Regions from separate parts of the Anser cygnoides genome. Here region 1 is linked to region 2. A link is a contact called in public Hi-C data. All regions are on one chromosome and are shown on one strand. The core of a region is the stretch at or near the end of the contact, and the rest is flanking DNA. Distances in the headings are between cores, read along the strand shown. Region 1 holds the start of CCN2 (cellular communication network factor 2). Region 2 has its middle 71 kb from the start of MOXD1.

The links. Hi-C and Micro-C count contacts between places; a contact is called where the count stands out from the background.
Region 1: a Hi-C map of liver shows a contact between it and region 2, with 2.5 times the contacts expected there. The contact joins the promoter of CCN2 here to the enhancer-like site in region 2. A contact is called at or near these places in 3 of 7 Hi-C or Micro-C datasets (granulosa cells and liver).

The regions. Positions count from the first base shown.
Region 1 is chr3:62,894,692-62,901,915 of Taihu_goose_T2T_genome, reverse strand. It overlaps CCN2 (cellular communication network factor 2), which reads right to left and starts at 3,491. Exons shown (of 5, transcript XM_048075774.2): 1 at 3,293-3,491; 2 at 2,964-3,189; 3 at 2,618-2,869; 4 at 2,173-2,384; 5 at 501-1,833. The coding sequence starts at 3,349. The coding sequence ends at 1,537. It overlaps LOC125184219 (a long non-coding RNA gene), which reads left to right and starts at 3,653. Exons shown (of 4, transcript XR_010830386.1): 1 at 3,653-3,873; 2 at 3,960-7,224.
Region 2 is chr3:62,686,037-62,693,613 of Taihu_goose_T2T_genome, reverse strand. No RefSeq gene overlaps it. Among named protein-coding and RNA genes, the nearest start is that of MOXD1, 71 kb to the right of the region's middle. Within about 2 kb of position 3,858, at least 2 of the 3 cell types and tissues checked have open chromatin away from gene starts, as enhancers often do. A contact at or near this core is called in liver, where this site is marked.

The DNA of each region.
Region 1 (7,224 bases), core at 2,242-4,741, 210 kb before region 2:
TTATGGTACAGCTCATTAGCTCTTCACTGAGAATTTTACCAGATTTCAAACTTCTAGATTTGACTTGAGTCAGGAACCATTTCAATGCAGACACTTTTTTTTTTCCTTAGCTGAAAAAGAAATTTTAACCAGTGAAACACTTAAATGTAATTAAGCATGTTGCATGGATTATTATGACAGGGGTTGAACACTAAGGTGATCAGCTGGCCTGTTTTAAAGACACCGTGTGATGCCTGAGGAAGCCATTGCACTTTCTAATGCAATACTGGGCTTGGCAGAGCAAGCCTGGCCCTGCCCTCCATTCAAAATGTAGAAGAGTAATACGCTACATTTGATTCACTATTAATAGAACAAGTAACCACAAATCATTTAGCTTATTCCCCAGTGTATGTGTTTCTGGACAAATAAAACATACAGCACTTGAGTTTTACTTAGTGCAAAGCAAAGCCCCTTAGGAAATATATAAGGTCATAGTAAAGATTAAATGAAATGCCAAGCCATTTATATAAAAAATATAAATACTTTATTTTCAACTAAAAAGGTGCAAACATGTAACTTTTGGTCACACTTCTCAACAAATGAACTGTCCAAAAAGAGCCATAGTCAAAGACAGAAACAAATGCTCAAGTGGAAAGACTGATTAGCTACAGAAGAGTTCTTCTTCTTAAAGCCACTTGTTCAAATAAAATGGAGGCAACTGCATTTTGCCCAACAGATGAGTGCTTTTTAAGGATACAGACACCAAGTCTTACACTCTCCATCTTTATCACAATACACCATTTCGCCCCATCTGAATGATTTCCACTAGAGTATCTATTTCATGCTTTGAATGCATTGTCAGACAAGCTTTAGATCCTACCTATCTTGTTCCAAAAAAGAAGGCTATCACTGAAATTTCAAAGCATTAAACAAAGGCACAAAACTTTAAATTAATTTAGATAACTGTACAAATATATATACACAGTATTTACAATATTAATAAAAAGTAGCTTGTTACAGGTAAATTAACTGCCACAAGCTGTCCAGTCTAATAGACATGATTCTGATTCTTGTTGACCAAGCCATATGAATCAGAGTGTCAGAGCTGAAACATTATTGTCCTGACTAACAGAACACCTTCTGCTTAGCACTTTGCTGGGTGAGGGTTTGCATTCCAGCTGTTGCTGTCACTAAAACCAGTGTCAGCAAACATGCTAATGGTCTCCTTCTCAATTGCACTACCAGATGAAAAATACTGTACCACATTAAGGGAACACTTGCTTGAATCTGCTTTTCCTGCACATTTCCCTTAACCCCTTCACACCACCTCATGAACAGCATGTTCTGAAGCTGTGTCTTGCTGTGGTCCCACTGTCCGTTTTACCTTCTTCTTCAAACCACCGTTTGGGGTCAGTAGACAAATTGTCTTAGGTCACATGGAGCAGTTTGTTGAAATTAAAAAAACCGATTTAAATACCTTGTGCTATTGAATCATGTTTACAAAATGAGATGCAAATCAGTTCAAGTTGAGAATCTAGTTAGCGTCTCCTTCTAGCTTTATGCCATGTCTCCATACATCTTCCTGTAGTACAGAGACTCGAAGATGTCGTTGTCTCCAGGGCAGTTGTAGTGGCACGCGCAGGTCTTGATGAACATCATTTTCCTTTTCATGATCTCCCCATCAGGGCACTTGAACTCCACGGGGAGGGTGGCTGTTCTGTGGGGTGTGCAGCAGCGCCCGTCAGTGCAGACACCACAGAACTTAGCTCTGTAGGTCTTCACGCTGGTGCAGCCAGACAGCTCAAACTTGATGGGCTTGGAGATTTTGGGGGTGCGAATGCACTTTTTGCCTTTCTGTTGGGATATAAGTGAATACAACATGTTTAGAAGGTAGGCTTTGATGTAGCACTAAGCTTAAATGTTAAAAGCAGGCAGATGCACGAATCCTTACAATGCTTTCAACAGGAGAAAGTGTTTACATAGCATCATAATAACGTGTGAAAGAGAATTATAAGGACATTTAACTGCAAAATATTCACTACTGGGGCAAAACTCAAACTTCATGATGAGCCACTTGAAACTTACTACTGAAACTTACTACCTATCAGAATGCCATGTTCTTTGGTGAGATATTTTTTTGCCAGCTGATGAAAGCATCCTAATAGATCATACATTAAAGCTGAGACTCTTTACCTTGATATTTTCCTCCAGGTCCACTTCACAAGGTCTGACCATGCAGAGCCTGCTCTGTTTCTCCAGTCTGCAGAAGGCATTATCGTTGGTGACCCTGGTTGAGATGCCCATGCCGCAGGTCTTGGAGCAGGCACTCCATTCGGTGGTCTGCACCAGGCAGTTGGCACGCATCATGGTCGGGTCCGGACCGTAAGTGTCTTCCAGTCTGTACGCTGCAGGGGACAGACAACCAGGATGAGGCTACCATCCGAGTTTGCACCCTGCTAGATGCTCTGTCCCCTTCCCAGGGAAATTTCCGTAACTATGCTTATCTGCAGGGCAACCCCACTCACTGCTGCCCTCCGGCTGCTGGGGCAGCCCCACATCAACCCACCCTGCTACACCTGACCCCAAGCAGGCACCCCTTTCCCCTCAGCCCACCACCCACGGAGGGACCCCCACTCACCAGCAAGAGCAGGTCCCACAGCAGTCTGCTCCTTGGGCTCGTCACAGACCCACTCCTCGCAGCACTTGCCGGGGAGCTTCACCCTCCGCGGGAAGGGGCAGTCGGGGCTGGGCAGGCGCACGTCCATGCTGCAGAGGGGCACGCAGCCCACCGCCCCGTCCAGGCAGGTGCACTGGTACTTGCAGCTGCTCTGGAAGGACTCCCCGCTCCGGTACACCATGCCGCCGAAGACACACGGGGCGCCGTCCCGAGCTGCGGGGGCAGGAGGCGGAGAAGGGTCAGGCTCAGCCCCGGCCGCCGGGACCCCGTCCCCCGTCCCCCGTCCCCGGTGCCGGTCCCCACTCACCGGTGCAGACGCCGATCCTGCGGTTGGCGGGGGAGCCGAAGTCGCAGAAGAGCCCCTTGTGGTGGTCGCAGGGGTCGCGCTCGGTGCACAGCTCGCCCAGCTGCTTGGCGCACACCCGGCAGCAGCCGCAGCCGTCGAGCACCAGGGAGACGCCGGCGGGGCAGCTGGGGCCGGGCCCGGCCCCGCACTGGCACTGCCCGCTGCACTCCTGCCCGCGGGCCTCGTCCTGCGCCGGCGGCGGGGGGAGAGAAGGAGACAGCGGCCGTCAGCGCCGCCACGCCGTGCCCGGGCCGGCCGGGGCAGCAGCGGCGGGCGGCGGCGGCACTTACCGGGCCGAGGAGGGCGACGAGGAGGAGGAGGGCGGCGGCGAGGCTGGACGGGGACATCCTGAGGCGGCTGCGAGGCGAGGTCCCGGGAGAGCGCTTCCCTTCAGCGGGGCCGGTGCGGGCGGCGTCTGAGCTGCGCGGCTCGGCTCGGCTGTGCTGTGCTGTGCTCGGTGCTCCGTTAGCCGCCGGGACAGTGGCTGCGTGACTGCGGAGCCCGGCGGCGGGCGCCCCTTTATAGGCGGCGGCGGCGCGGCCCCGCCAATGGGCTGAATGGGGCCGCGCACCAGCAGCCGCATTCCCCGCATTCCTGCGCGCCGCGCCGCCCGCCCCGCCCCGGAGCGGCCCTGACCCCTGGCTCCCGCATTCCTCCGCCTCCCCCCGTTCCGCCCCCCTTTTCCCTTTTTTTTTTTTTTTTAGGGAAAAAAAAAATCGCCGTGTTTTCCTCACGCCGCGGCCCGCCCCGCGCCCGGCCGGTTGCTAGGGGCGGCCCGGGAATGCTTCGCCCCCCCCTCCCCAGGCCCTCGCCGGCCGGTGCCCGCCGCCCGTCCCGGCGTATTCCGAGCGTTTTGTTACGACCAAAAAAGGTATAATTACCCCGCGGGGTGTATAAATTGACTCTGTGTCCTCCTGAATCATACCGAATATTTGTAATGTGTTCCTTTCCTAATAGATGCTCTCTATGAATAGAGAGAGTGCCTATTTACTCTGAAATATTTGGCACAACGGAGCGAGTCTGGAGCATGGAAGAAGTGGCTATTATTTTCCCGCTGCCTGTGTGCAGCTGTCATCCCCGAGCAACACAGTCTTAGCACAGCCCCGCTTCCGAAGCTCCCTGTCAGACCGTCCCGGGAGGACAACCAGGCGCGCCACCGCGCTCAGCCGAAACCCCAGCACCGTGCCTTGGATCTGACCGAACCCCAAACCTACGTGTTGTGGTTTGGATTAAATCCTTGCAGATAACTCTTAGGCTTTGCATTTTCTTTTATTTATTTATTTATTCATAGGCCAGAAGGATGGTTCTTCCCCCCGCTCCCCGTGTACCAGTTGAATATTCAGTGATGTCACGTTGTTTGACCTCCGCTTTGGCACGAGGAATGCCTGCGTTTTGACTCTTGACCCGCAGAAGTATGTTAGCATTTAACGAGAGAGATTGCCTTCGTGCATCTTGTTAGGCAAATTGGAATCTGGTGGGTGTCTTAAAAGACAGCATCTTCTGCATGTAGTCATTCTCCCGCTGCCATATCCCTCCCTCTTTCCATTCCTCTGTACACATGCGTGCTCATATCCATGCTATGACACTGCAATATGTATTCACAGGATTCTTGAGGGAAGAAGATACATTTTCATGTAAAGCCCCAATAGGATATATTGTACTGTAAAACTGTCTTTATATTCTGCCAGCCCTGTACTTTGGCTGCTAAAGTCATTTGGATGTCATTCCGTCTACTTGAAGTTCTCCATTAAAAGAAATGAGATTGGCTCTGAAAGAGAAGAAGTCCCAGAGGAACGGTTATGGTAAATAATATATGTTCTCAAACATGAGGCCGCCCGAAATCTCTATTTACTTGAAGGACTCCAATGGCCTCAGTGCTGGGTAAATAATATGTGTACCAAACTATGTATGACATGCATACCAAAATGCAAATGTAACCAGGTAAACAGAATGCCTTTTTTAAATGCCTAAATATGGTAGGAGAACATCAGAGAGAGAGAGGCTCTAGACATGTTTTATAACTTTCCATGTAAGAGGTTTTTTCAGAGAATCAATTTTATTAAACAAAACCCGAGAATCTCACCGACAGAAAAAGTCTGTTTAAAAGTAACAAACCACCAGAAAGCCAGGAAATCCAAAATTAAAGGATAAATCTGTCCTAAGTCCTCACACTGCGGGCCAAGTACAGCAAGCCCCATCCACTTGCTGCCCTGAGAAAAAAGACTTACACAGGCATTTGGACCTCAGAACTAGTCCTTGCACAGACTTGAATCGGGAGTTAGCCCCCTGAGTTACAAATTGTGCCAGCCAGTGAAGTGGGATAGGGATCAGTGCTCTTCAGGTTTGCCGTTTTGTCATTTTTGGTTTCTGCGCTGTTGAATGTGACTCACCATCTACCATGGGGCGAAGGGACCCTGGAGTTAAGGGTGGTTCTTTCAGAGGCTAAGCTGTCGTTAGCTTGTCCTCTCTGGTGACACTGTGCCACGAGCTGGAGAAGAACATCTTGGCATTGAGGCATAAAATGGTTGAAATGCACTCATTTTGACTTCCATGCAGGTGTTTATACAGGACATGCTTTTAAGATAGTATATTTTTTCTGCTGAAATTAGGAATTCACTACACTGGCCTTGCAGACTTGTTTACACAGCTATATACGGTATGCATGTGTCTACATCAGCTTCGGTTGGTGCAGTTCCTTTGGTGAAGTCTTGTAAAATGTACAGGTGTGGATATGCTAAATTCCTCTCTTGTGTTTTTCCTTCTTCTTTTTTTTTTTTTTTTTCCTCCTTCCCCCCAAAAAGTCACTTGATCGGGTATCAGACATACTGAAAACCTGGCAAGACTACAGGAAAGTGGCTAGACTTGGAGTGTTTGTGTACTTAAAGAAAGAATCTTGCACATTTTCAACTTTCAGTCACAGATATTTTTTTATAAGAGCAATTGGAGGTCTGAGCCAGCCCTCAAAGCGGAAATCAAAAGCTCCAGAGAAACATACCCGAGGAATGTGAACGGGATCCAAGAACCATACGCAATGCACATACAGTACTGTCAGTCTTATAGGAAGTCTGGCCATATATGGACACCTGGACCCTGGGCTGTTTATCATCACCGCGGGCTTGTAGCTGGCTTTGGACCCTTCCTGGCTTGCCTCGGCTTTAGTGTGCCAATTAGTTCCTTTCCCAAAATGCTCACCAGGATATTTCTTAAGCATCGTAACAAATATATCTCAAAATCCAGAGAGGTCTCATTAAAGTTACGTTCACAGGCTTTCGCTTAAAATGCAGGTTCCGAGCAATGCTTGCTCTGCTAGCTCAGAAGTAGACACAAAATAAAAATAAAGAGATTTATTCTGTCGTGACTGTGGTTGCCTGGTATTTATCTTTCTTAGAAGTCATCTGCTGACTTATTCTATGCATCTGTAGGCACAGAGAGTGCTTCTAAAGCAGACTGCTTGCTGCACTTTCACTCGTCCTTCTCTGGAGGCATGTGTGCACTCACGAATCAACAAAGGCAGAGGAAAACAGAAAACCTCATTTCCCAGGAGCTGTCAAGCCAGTTATCCACGTCGTGCTGTTGTTTTATTGTGTCAGTGAGTCACGTGGCTCAACTCTTCTGCGCTGGAGCAACAAAGGTTCACTTCAGCTAACCTTGCCAGTGATATTTTATTTGCTAATAGTCATTAGCTCTTCTCCAGGGTGAAGTGGAAGGAGAAGGCTGGGCGGTGCGCTGGATAGAGGGCATAAGGCCTGTGGAAATGTTCGCTGCTGAACTTATGGACGTAGTCCAGGTTCCTCGAGATACTAGGTCAGATTCTCTGCAAGTGTCAAGCAGGTCATTTCATTGAGTGCACTGTTGGCCATCGAAATATCTGCACTTGAGAAGTCCAAGTCCATCGAGCTAAGCCTACTCAGCAGTATGAGTAAAGCAAATCCATCCAATGTAATTCCCGTTAGCAGATCCGAGTTCTCTTGCTTTCTGTAATCATTGTCCTTAAACTTATGTTCTTTATGTTCGAACTTGTAATGCTTTATTGCTTCTAGAGTCACTGGGAACGTTGCTTTCAGCTCTTGGCTTCATTCTTAAAAAGTAACTGGAGTGTTTCACAAATGTGTGTGGTCTTAAAGCAGCAACGTGGTTACTGGAAGTAGAATAATCAAAATGAGTATTCAAAGCACACGTAAAACTATTTGTATGAAAGAGAGATTCTAAGGAGCATGAAGCC
Region 2 (7,577 bases), core at 2,609-5,108:
ACCAAAAGAATTATTTTTGTTCTCAAATTATTGCTACAGGAATAGCTACAAATCACTCTCTGTGTTACCGTACAACATAATAGAGGAACTGTTTATAATTTTGTTTTCCACAGATCAAGTTCCCATCACCTCCTCTGAACCAGCCATCTACAAGTTTTTGCAGTTTTTCATGGCTGCACTGGTGGCACAAATTAGGGCTAACTTAGAAGCTATTCTAACTTGTAGTCTCCCATCCTTGATCCTAAACTCTTCTGTTACCTAGAACTGGCCAGGAGCAGACCACCCTTTCTCATCTTAATGTCACAGATCCCAGGAGAAGTAGAATAAGACACTAAAAGGCCACTTGTGTTTGTTTTATAATGCTCCTATTGTGAAAGAATTCCCCAGAATGAATATTAGGGGAATACTGAAGACTGTTGGTGTTTACGCAGGCATGCTGAGAGACCTTGACTGGAGACCAGACCCTGGTTCCCTATTCCCTTAATGGTGCTGAATGTCCAGAAAAGGATTTACCAAACTTGCACCCATTGCTTACACCTCTAATACCCTTGTGGACTGACAGAATAAAAAGAACCAACTGTTGTTCCTTGGTGAGAAGAGCAGCATAATGAGATGAGATCTTTTAAGAGACACCAGTGCTACTTGGATTAATGTCACCTAGTGTAAGGGTGAGTCTGGAGCTTGCTTCCTTAAGCTACCAGTGATAAAGAGAAGTAGAATGCTCAGAAGACAGTTCAGCACATCTGGGACCACAGAATTACAGAATGGTTTGGGTTGGAAGTGATCCTTACAGTACCATCCAGTTCCAACCCCCCTGCCATGGTCAGGGACACCTCCCACCAGACCAGGTTGCCCAAAGCCCCATCCAGCCTGGCTTTGAACACCCCCAGGGATGGGGCATCCACAACTGGTCAACCTGTTCCAGCATCTCATCACCCTTATGGGAAAGAATTTCTTCCTTATATCTAACCTAAATTTACTCTCTCTCAGTTTAAAACTGTTACACCTTGTCCTACTGTTAGGATCTGAGTAACGTCTTTGACACCCTCTTCCTGAGGACTATAGAGGAAATCTAATGGACTTCTGCTGTTCTTTACTGTACACCCTCTTACCACCATAAACAACTTTGTATTATCAGCAAACTTAGGCATTTCACTTCTTAGCCTCTTTCCAGAGCATTTCTGGATATATTGAAAAATGCACAGATGCTTGCAGTAATCCTTTAATGGTCTCTTCTGTTGTTGAATGCTAACACAACTCTCTGGATGTTATATATTTTTGTCCTTAGCTGAAGCTAAGTGGTGGTTCATCAGGGTGGTAATTTCAATCTTCCATGAAGTAATCACCAATGGTTTCTAAAAATGTGGGTCCAGCTTCATGTCCCTGTGCTACATTTGCCCACTTTTTATGGCAACTGGAGAATCCAATTACATTTATGTGCTGTGCCCTCACTAAGTCTGATCTCCCGCTGCCACCCAGGTCAGTAGAGAAGCAGACGATCAGACTATATGCTTCTTTTTGGGTCTGAATCTCGATCCAAACAGATCAAATGAGTTCTTTGGTATTCACTGATGGTGTTAGTTTGTTCCTGTGAACTGATTCTAAATTGTCCATGAAAACAGTGCTACTGTACCACCCGTATGTTTTTTTTCTATATTTTCTGTATATTCTGTGTTTGTATTTCAGTGTTTAATCAATTGTCTTCCTACTTCAGAGTTCCCTGTAAGACAGTGTCTTCATTGACAGCTAAACACAGCAATTCCTCCATCTCATTTCTTTGTCTTCTCACACTTGTGTATAAGTACAGGTGTTGATACTCTGCTTCACTATTTGGCACTCTGTTTCAACTGCCTGTGCTGTCCACTTTATGCTTGATGGTTTTCATCCTCTTCCAGATTCTTAATTTGAGGACAGAAAATTCATGTGTGAAACATGAAACATAATGGGAAACGCCATCCGGAACCATGCGCTCTCCCATACATATTGGTTTTCCTATGCTAATCAGCTTAAAAGCTCATTTAGAGCCTTGCTTTTCAGGGCCAGAAGCTTGGTTCAGATGAAGCTCATTCTTTCCATATAGGTTCCCATTATACTCACAGTGCATCAAGTACCTCATGAATTGGAAACCACCTTCCTTCTGGTAATCTGCTGCCTCCCATTTTTCCCCTCTTTTCTTTCTCCAGGAGATAGTTCAAAGGACACTACAGTAGAAGTCTTTGCATTCAACAGCCTTAACCTTTGTGCCTGTAACTTCTCTCTTGCCCTTTGCCATAAGAATGGTATCCATAAGTACGAAAGCTGTAGAGTCAGCTGGGTAAAGGAAGAAAAGACAAGGAAATTTTGTGTTAAAGTGCAGCCTTGTTTATTAAAAATCTAACTACTGAAAAGGCACAGTTGCATCTAACATAGATAAACATACACAAAGTCATTTTTCTGGTGATTGCCCCAAATATTTTCACTCTGCAGCCTGTTCTCTGCTTAAAGTTTGAAAGATTACTACTGCCTTTACTACAAGGTCAGGGCCAGATGACTTCAGTCAAAGGGAATTCAACTGTAGACTTGCCAAATTACTGTTTGTAGTATATGATGTAGCACTTAAAGAAAAAGTTGCACAACCAGAAGAATGGAAAGAAGGCTTTATAATAGGTTTCTCTGAATCTTTAAAATCAGAAATTTTAAAGTAAGTTCTAGGAGCAAGCCAGGGAGATACTGACCAAGATGTCTGGTAGAAATTATGGTAGAGAATGGATTGAAACTGGTACATGTATGCGATATAATGGCAGGAGGGGACATGCTTCAAATCACGAGACTTCTCTGAAGAACTGAATATGAATAGGTTCTTACAGGAGTTCAGAGATATGCAGGAGCTTCCCAATGAGAAATAAGTGAGTAATAAGTCTAGACAGGTAGAGTGAGAATGATCTATGAAAGAGATTTACGAAATCATGAGTGGTGCTATAAACGTGAATAAAAAATTATATTTATATTCTATAGGCTGTTTTTAAGGTCATATGTGTCTGTAGTCCTTATGAAACTGTATCAGCATTATGATTTCTGAAGATCTATGAAGGTACGAAAAAAGTTTTCAAAAATTATTACCATTTCTCTGCATCTATGCCTTTAAGCACACAATCTGTGATGAGTAACACAAGCCTGTCATAAGTCCGGGGCACCAAAATTCCCTTCAAGGAAATGGAGTTAATAAATGACCAGTTACTCATTTCCATGGACAATCAGTACGAAGATCACCTGAAAAATGTCAAGTGAAAATTCAGGGAGTCAAAACCTTGAGATGTTGTTGTTGTTCTAATTGTTGTTTGTGATGTTGTTATTAATTGTTGGTGCCTTGAAAAGAATCACAATTTACTTTTTTTTTTTTTAATACATTCTTGTGGCATAGAATAAAATACTATAAATACTTCGTGTGTTTATAAGCAATAAAATTGCTCTTTGCAAAACTTCTGTATCTCACAACAGATGTGGTCAACACACTAATTTCAGTGGGGTTAAATGGAGTGCACTTTCACACATTTAAGATAAACTGTTCTGCAACACTTGTGAGTAAAAGAAGAACTCACAAACAAAGAGAAAATGGCAGCTAAAACTCTAATGTGAAATTGGTTTAAACCAGTTTGAAGATCATGGTCTGTCTGGGTAAGCTTAGACACAGACATATTGACTCAGTCTGCATCCAGGTACATAAGAAAAGTCCAAGAAACTTCAAGGAAGCAATGATGTTTCAGGCTGACTGCTTATCAGACATGCCAGTTGTCTCTTTTCTCTATCTCTTAGCCAGACTCTCAGCCTAAGGACTTAGCAGACAGCACTACGTGTGTGCTGCTGTTATCCTTACAGTAAGCCGGTCATTTAGTACTGCATTGTGCTACGTGGTGAGAGAAACAGCATCCTGCAGATAATGGAATTATAGGTTCCTCAACAACCTCTATGTGCGCATAGAGAAACATAGAGTGTGAGTGTTATGAAGAGAGAGAAAAGGATAGACAGAGAGGGAGAGGGAGAGAGGGAGAGAGGGAGAGATTTTGCTATTGATTAAAATTCTCTATCGGGCTAGCCACTGTACAAAGAAAATATTTTCCTCTTCAGTTTGCTTTAGCAGTTTTTTTCCAAACTGCAGCTTGAAGAAAACAGGAAGAAAAATCCCTCTGTTTTCCAGATATTCTACCAGCATGCCAGCCTTTTCCTAGGTCATCGTATCAATCTTGCTGATTGTTCAGCCCACTGTGATCTGCGTAAGTTGTTTTAGCAGTTGTGTACCAACAGCAAACATTCGCCTTTTGCCTTCCTGTGTCACTGAGCTGCTCTCTTTACCCAGGAGCTCCTGGCCAGCTGCCACAGACAGCAGACTCACCACCTTGACTCGGTCATATTTATTAACTCAGTCTAGATAAACACAGCTGATCAGCAGCAGCCAGGGTCCCTTACTCAGCTATTTTTCCTGACAAACTCTAGCCATAGTGCGTAACTGTGTTATTGACTTGAAGGGTGTCTACCTCCATAGAGCTCTGGAGGAAGGCGTGGTGTCAGTAAGTGAGAGGTACAAAAACACAAGACTCCAAAACAAGCCCTGAGAGCCTCTACAATTCCTAGGAAACAACCTTTTCCAGCTTGACTGAAGAAAGCGTGAATTAACAGACATAAGCTTAATTAATTCACTGGTTCCAATGGAAAATGACATCTCTTGGCCCGCCCAAAGAAAGGAAAGAATCTATGCGTAAAGAGGGGAAAATATTACAGCCAAAAGAGCATAATTATCTTCAGGGAGGGTGATTAATTGCCTGAGAATTACATGGTCTGAAAGATGATGTTTAAATCTTTAGCAAGCACGTAAGTCCACTTCATAACAAATTTCCATGAACGTAACTTTTGCCACACTTGTCAGTTCTGTTTTCAGCTCAGAGATGCTAGCCTGTCTTGCATGGGGGCTGCAGTTAGAGAAAGGTACAGGTATCTGCAGCAGGGAAGAGTGCCCCGACAGCTCATTGCAGCTCTAGTGATGCTTCTCATGTGCAACCATTCTGTGGTGGGCAGAGATATAGTGTTCACAGCAGGCTGAGGGAGGAGATTCTCCCTCTCTGCTCTGCTCTTGTGAGACACCACCTGGAGTATTTATTCAGCTTTGGGACCCCAGCATAAGGACATGGAAGCATAAGAAAGAGTCAAGAGGAGGGCCACAAGGATAATCAGAAGGCTGAAGCTCCTCTCCTGTGAACATAGGCTGAGAGAGTTGGGGTTGTTCAGCCTGGAGAAGAGAAGGCTCCAGGGAGAGTTCATAGAGGCCTTCCAATACCTAAAGGAGGCCTACAGGAAAGCTAGGGAGGGGCTCTATTGAGGAATGTAGTGATAGGACACAGGGTAATGGTTTTAAACTAAGAGTAGATTTAGAGCAGATATTAGGAAGAAATTCTTCGCTCAGAGGGTGGTGAGGCACTGGCAGAGGTTGCCAGAGAAGCTGTGGATGCCCCATCCCTGGAGGTGTTCAAGGACAGGTTGGATGGGGCTTTGGGCAACCTGGTGTGGTGGGAGATGTTTCTGCCCATGGCAGGGGGGTTGGAACTGGATGGTCCTTAAGGTCCCTTCCACCTCAAAACATTCTGTGATTCTGTGATGATTTTCAAAGGAAAATACTGAGAGTCAGAAAGTCAAAACAGTGAGCACAATGATTGCATGCTGTCATCCAGACTGGAAGCTATTTAACTTTCTGTCACTGCATCAAATGATTCTGTCGTGTTTTCTGGTTTCCATTTTTGCCTTAAACAATATAACTGTCTAGATGATTTATGAAATACTCTGAGCAGGGAATATCACAGCACTGCTAAATGAGGCACATTAGTTTGATTGGTATTGGTAGGGCAACTTTAGTTACCAGCAGAGGTCCATTGTGGGAGGAAGGTGAATGGAGTCTTTCCACTACGGACAGCTGTAGCATCAGGCTTTTTTAGTTTTATTATTTAAAATAGTTCTCAGCTGGGATCTGTATGGAAGTCAAAGCTACAATATCTCTATTCAGGGTAAAAAAGCTGTTTTTCACCCTGAATAGAGATATTTTTTCCTGTGATCATACCTCTCATGTTATGAGCTAGGTTTTACCCTTGATGTGATGCCCACTTGTAGTTCTTCCATGACTGCCTGCAGCATGGCTAAAGGCAAGGGGAAATGAGAGAGCCTGTGTATCCAGTCATCCACCCACCAGAGCATGGGACTGAGAGCAGAAAAGGAAGATGAATAGAAAGCAGTTCAAATCCCAGTCCAAATTCACTGAATAAATTTACAGAACTGGGTAAAATATTCCCTCTTACCTTCAGACCCGCTGTCTCAGCTCTGGAGTCATAACAAGGTGGCTTTGTTTTTGTGATCCAGGCTCCAGTTTGAGGAAGGCAGTCAGTCAGCTGCCCTTGCCCATGGTGGCAGGGAAGGGGGGTTGCTTTCTCCAGGACAGGCAGTGGGAGCTGGATTTAGGTGTACCATGCACACCTCCATAATTCATCATCTTCTACTACTTTGGTGCAACTGTTATGCTTTTGGTGCTATTTGGCAAGCATGAACCTTTTCCATGGAAGGGATGTTACAACAGAAACAATATGCAATATTTTCCAAATAATTTTTCTGTCACATACTACCTTAAAAAAGAAGTTGATAGTGTATTGTTATCATTTATCCTGTTCTATAATACAACTGCTTGAGAATAGAGTAAAAAAAGAAATAAAGGCAAACTATAACTGCTAGTGTCATTTTCCAGGTGATTTATATTTCAAAGCCTGCTTTCTCATTAAAAGACAAACAAACAAACAAACAAACAAAAGAAAGAGGACCTCTTGACTATAAAACTTAAAAGTGAATTAAGAGTAAACGTGGTAAAGTCTGGCTACATCTAAGAAACCTGTGAAAAATATTGAATTTTTGAAAATATTGAAGTAATATTTGAAAATATTGAAGTATTATTTGAAAATATTGAAGTCCTTGGTAACACTAATAAGAGATGGGGAGGGACTCTTTGTCAGGGAGTGTAGTGACAGAACAAGGAATAATGCTTTTAAAATAAAAGAGGGTAGATTTAGATTAGATATTAGGAAGAAATTCTTCACTCAGAGGATGGTGAGGCACTGGCACAGGTTGCCCAGAGAAGCTGTGGATGCCCCATCCTTGGAAGTGTTCAAGGCCAGGCTGGATGGGGCTTTGGGCAACCTGGTCCGGTGGGAGGTGTCCCTGCCCATGGCAGGGGGGGTTGGAACTGGGTGGTCTTTAAGGTTCTTTCCAACCCAAACCATTCTGTGATTCTATGATTCTGCAATAATCACAGTTCCGAAAAATCTTGCTGTCTCTCCCTTGTGTGATAAAAATATTGAAGAAAAAGGAGGTCATAGTGAGAGGTGATATTTTATATTGGATTATGAAGGGAGATGTAAAGGTGCACTAATCTAATTTATTCCAGGTACTGCTGTATGTCTCCATAGGAGATAAATTACAAGCAAAAATCACCAGTGGAAAAAAAAAAATATATGTGAGAAAGAATAAAAATCTTGAATTATTCAGCTTTTCAGTAGAAGGACTATTGTAAA